Regions from separate parts of the Gossypium arboreum genome. Here region 1 is linked to region 2. The links are chromatin contacts, called in public Hi-C maps. All regions are on one chromosome and are shown on one strand. The core of a region is the stretch at or near the end of the contact, and the rest is flanking DNA. Distances in the headings are between cores, read along the strand shown. Region 1 holds the start of LOC128291788 (AP2-like ethylene-responsive transcription factor At1g16060). Region 2 has its middle 12 kb from the start of LOC128291841.

The links. Hi-C and Micro-C count contacts between places; a contact is called where the count stands out from the background.
Region 1: a contact with region 2 is called in a Hi-C map of leaf, with 2.3 times the contacts expected there. The contact joins the promoter of LOC128291788 here to the enhancer-like site in region 2. A contact is called at or near these places in 3 of 5 Hi-C or Micro-C datasets (all in leaf).

What each region holds. Positions count from the first base shown.
Region 1 is chr4:5,181,139-5,183,838 of ASM2569848v2, reverse strand. LOC128291788 (AP2-like ethylene-responsive transcription factor At1g16060) reads left to right here and starts at 1,282. Exons shown (of 4, transcript XR_008281679.1): 1 at 1,282-1,689; 2 at 1,851-1,933; 3 at 2,011-2,101.
Region 2 is chr4:5,045,125-5,047,824 of ASM2569848v2, reverse strand. No RefSeq gene overlaps it. Among protein-coding and RNA genes, the nearest start is that of LOC128291841, 12 kb to the left of the region's middle. Within about 2 kb of position 1,319, at least 1 of the 2 cell types and tissues checked has an H3K27ac peak or open chromatin away from gene starts, as enhancers often do. A contact at or near this core is called in leaf, where this site is marked.

The DNA of each region.
Region 1 (2,700 bases), core at 33-2,532, 140 kb before region 2:
CTGTAAATTTAGCCTGTTACCCTACTGCTTAGGGGGTTTAAGGCCCATCGTCTTCGATCTGTTTCCCTACTGCTAAGGGGGTTAAGATCTGTAAATTCAGCCTGCTACCCTACTGCTTAGGGGGTTTAAGGGAAGTTTTTTTTTATTCTCTTGCTATATTTATGTATATATATGTATTATTTTTTAAAAATAAAAAGAGGAAGATATATATGCACGTATATGAGTAGATTCAAAAAAAAAAAAAAGAAAGAAAAAAATAAAACACCTTGGTTGATCTGTTTGATTCTCTGTTTCTGCTTTTGTTTGTAATTTTTTTTGTATTCCAAAGAGTCCCCTTTTACAATTTGATTTCTAGGCTTTTATATAGCCATTTTACAAGAGATTTTTTTTATATTATTGCTGTCATTTCAATCTTTATTTTTGCAGGTGTAAGTGGATGGTGGCCACAGTGACGGTGGTAGCAGGTGGCGCAGCAATGGGCAGAGACTAGGGAGCAGAAGTGGCTCTTAGGGTTTCTGTTTTCTCCTCTCTTTTTTTTAATTATTGTGGGTTAGGGTTTAATTAATTTGGGCAAAAATTGGGTTTCTACAATTACATTATGATATAGTCGTGGAAGAAATTTGGGTAAAGTTGAAATAATTATGATTTTGATGTTTTGGGGTTAAAATTCATTGTGTTTTTGTATTTGACCACTTCCCTTGAATAATTTTCATTTTCAAGCAGGGCCCACGACAAGATATGATTGGTTTGGGAGAAGCATTTTGGCAAGTGAATTTATTAAAGAAAAGGAAACATCAGTGTTGTATAGTAGCTGTTGCCAAGCCTGAGCCATGTAATTAATTTTGGGCTTGCTTTTTATTTATTTTCAAAGTATGGGTCTGCGTTTTTGCTTTTGTAAGTTGTGAGGCATGCAAATTGCAAGCGATTCTTATCCTACAAATGAGCTTCAAATCTCCCTAAAAGTTTTCTGTCCCTTTCCATTATAGTTCACTTATAAAGATAATGCTTTACATAAATAGAAATGTCAATTAAAAAATATGATTATTAATGAAGCAGTATGTTTCCATTCTACTGTTGGAATATTTCTCTTTTTTCTTTCTTCTTGTATGAAAAACTTAACATAAAAGTTAGTGTGCAGAAAAGTCAAATAATAAAACATAAGAGTCAAGACTAGACCAAATGTTTCTCCCCTAATTTCCTTTTTTTTTTTGCTTTAATTATTATCTCAGTCAAAAAAATAAAATTAAAAATAAAAATGATGATATTATTTATCTCGGAGACCATAACTTCAAACCGAAGCAATAAGAGAGTAGAGAAAAAACCGCTTCAAGACGGCCGACATATCCTTGTATCAACACTCTCTCTTCCCTTCTATTTCTTTTTTCCCACTCAAACAAAGACCTTAACCTTTGCTTTTTCCTGGATCCTTTGAAATCGTTTCTCATTCTTTTGCCCCTCCCATTCTTAAGGTTTTCAGAGTGAGGATGTGTGTTTGTTACTCTTGACCTCAGCTTTTTCTGTTTTTAGTTTTTTTATGGCGAAGGCGAAAATCTCACATCAAAACCAGAAGAACGGTTCGGATAATGAAAAACCTGCTGCACAACCTACAACCAAACTCAAGCGCACTCGTAAAACTGTTCCCCGTCACTCTCCTCCCCAATGTAGCTCCACGTATCGAGGCGTTACTAGGTAATTATACATACATACATATATTTTATATATAGTTATAAGGGATTGGTGATCTTTCTTGGAGATTTTGTCCATTCAAGATATACGGACAGTCTCAATTCTATTTTATTTTGCTTTTTCTTGGCATTCTGTTTTGATTTCTCGATGGTTTCATTAATAAGGCACCGATGGACAGGGAGATTTGAAGCTCATTTGTGGGATAAGAATTGCTGGAATGAATCGCAGAACAAAAAAGGAAGACAAGGTAATAATACATGGTTTTATCCAACTTACCGGCATAGCTGTCATTTTTCTGCTCAACCTCGTGTTTGTTTGCATCAGACGATGAAACCGTGCCACTGTCGCTTCAAATCATCTCGCTACTATCTCTGGGGAGGCCGAGGTTGATGTAGAGGGAAGTAGACCAAGTCAGGTGTGTGAATCTATTTGAAACTTCTTTTCCCTTTGAAATTTGGGTATCAAATGGTCATTATTAAGTGCCAACCATATAATTTACTCATTATTATAAAAAAAAAAAACTTCTCTCGATTAACAAATCATTTTTCAAGTTAATTCCTAAAATTAATGGGTTTATCTTAAAATTTTTTTTTCTTTTCATTAGTTTTCTTCTAAATATAATATTTTATAACCCTTTTATTGATAAATTTTTTCTAAAGAAAATAGAAAAACCTTAAAAAACACTTTAGATTTACTCTTGTTGTTACCATTATGATATTTCCTTCAAGGTACATAAAATAATCCTCAAAGTTGGTCCTTGAAATAGAAAATAAAATCTAGAGTTAAAAATATAATTTTGAAAAATCCAATTGTTCAATCAATAATTATATAAGAAAACATTATGAACATTTAATTTTTATAGGAAAAATGTAAAAGAATTAATTGATAATGATTTTTAATTTTATAAATTGATTAAGAGATTATCATGTGTTCTATTTATTATTTGTTTTAATTTTAAATCCATAATAAGTAATTATACATATCACTAATAATATAATTTAGTGTTAAATTATT
Region 2 (2,700 bases), core at 70-2,569:
CATTGATCCAGCTAACTGGCATCGCTGTTATTTTTCTTCTCAACCTCGTGTTTGTTTGCATCAGACGAAGAAACCGTGCCACTGTTACTTCAAATCGTCTTGCTACTATCTCTGGGGAGGCCGAAGTTGATGTAGAACTTCCCGAGATTAATGAATAAGTTTGATGGTAAAACGTTCATTTCTCTTCCCTTTTTAGCTTATGCATCTCACCAGGTATTTCCTTCCGCATGATGCTCCATTGTCCCATATCCCATCACCCGCCGCTGCAAAAAGATTGCTTGATGGGAACTGGGTTTGATCTTCCCCAAAGCACGCCGTAGCTGCATCCCCATCATCATTCAATTAAAATTACGAACAGAAACTAGCACACATTGTGATTTGTGTAGATTTTATTTTTCATGCTTGGGTTGGGTTGATGAGAGCCCTTGAATCTGCCTCAATATTCATCCATTCAAAAACTCATGTGCTCTAACTGAAATTTCAATGAGTTGTTACTGTTTAATAAAAAATTTATTTTTTTCTCAATATCTGCAGATAACTCCCCATCGGGCGGTTGGAGAGTAGCTGTGGTTAGAGGAGTTCTATGGTGTTGAAGGGAATAAAGTTGGGTGGTTCTGCTGTGTTTTTTTTTGGTACGTAATTCGTAACAGGGATTTATGTAAGACTTCGTGCTTCGTTCTATGATGCAATAAATTATTGATTATTATGGTAATTAAGTAAAAACAGTGGAGGGAAGTGGACCAAGTTACGTGTGTGAATCTATTTGAAGCATCCTTTTCCTTTGAAATTTGGGTGCTTAGTGTTAGGAGATTAGTAACATCCAATTTGGGAAGAAACTGATTAATAAAAGAAAATAATGATATACATGTATTAACGTTGAAATTAATTTATCAAATAATTTGTTTATAAATTAATATAAATTTAGTACTCTCAATACCAAATTTTCTTTCTTGAACTTTTTATTTAGTGGTATACGTAGTTAAATTTCTTAAATAGATATATAAAATCTGTATAATCCAATTCGGGAAGAAGCTGATTAAGTAGTAAGCATAGACAAATTACCATATATACTCAGGGATTACCCATATACAAATTAATCCCACTAATTGTAAAATGAATTACCAATGATAAAAATATTATATCTTGAAATTTATTTATAAAAGAGTACTTCCCAAGGAAAAGAACCAACCTGATGGTCTGGATTTTGGAATACATAACTCTTGGGCCTCCTAACTTGTAAAGCCCCGTTTGTAGGGGTCAAAAGACCTGCCAAGATCTGCATGACTCGCAATATAGCCAACTCTTATAATCCAGGCCATATTTTCAAAATTAAAAGAGAACCAACAGTTTATCAAACTCATAATGGCAGCCTACTTTTTCTTATATGACCAATGCTATTTGCCCATTATAAAAGCCATTTTTTCCCCAGATAATTGCACTCCCTAAACATGGCATATATGGTAATCTGACAAACCCAGTGCTGAAAGTTGGCAAATTCATATGGAAATTGAAGTTGAACGATTATCCGCGCCAGTTGAAGCAAGTAGCATTCTCTTTTAGATTATCGGTGCTGATACTGATATAGGGTAAAACATAAATTTTGAGGGTGTACCTTTAAAAAGATAGATTTACCAACGGGAGTCAGAAAAATTCTTTTTAAGGGTTGAAATTAAATTGTATATTTTTACGATAATAAAAATATAATTTCATCATTTTAATAGTCTATATATTTATAATTTTAAAAAGTTAAATGAAATTTTTATTATTTTTAGGGCCTAAATATAATTTGACCATTTAAAATTTTATAAATTATAAAGAATCTAAATTAAAATCTACCATTTAATTGACTGCCTGGATCTCTTAGCCACTGACCACAACCATTAGGTCCAAGAAACATCCACAATTGTCCCGAAGGAATCCAAATTGAACAATCCTTGAGAATTGGCACCATTTTGCCCTGCCTCATAATAACCGAGAAGTTAATATTACAACCCTCGATGGCAACATTTTCAGTTGCATTACATCCCGTATCTCATCTAAATTATTTAATAATATTTCATCAAATTTTATGCTTAAAAATTTAAAACTTTATGAGTTGCTAATAATAAAAAGTTTGATAAAAATCACTAAATAATTGAAACGAGATATGATATGTTATCCCATCTCATACAAATAAATATATAAAAACTTAATGTAATTAAACAAATAAAATGAAAATAAACAAAAACTATAACCTTGAAGGTTCCAATAGCCCATGAAATTTATTGGATTGCACTCATTATTAGCGTGGGGATTTTGAGGCAAATTAAAAGATTAAATTTAAATTTTAGCAATTACAATAATATATTACCATATAAAATGAAGAAAAATGACAAGCTAAATCCAAATTAATATTTCTTTCATCAATTGGGTACTTGAACTTTTAAAATATATCAAAAAGGCACTAAAAGTTTTTCAAAAAAAGAAGTTAAGTCTGACATTTTTTTTTTTTTTTTTTTGCACTCAATTGAGTACTTCAACTGTCAAAATGTATTAAAAAGCCCTTTGACGTTGATTTTAACAGGTTAACTTTTTTAAATATAATTAAAATAGTCAATTTTGTTTACCTTAAGTTATACTTTAGTCACTTATATATAAAATGTTGCGTTTTAGTCATTTATGTTATAATGTTGTAACATTTTAGTTAATGAGCCATTAATT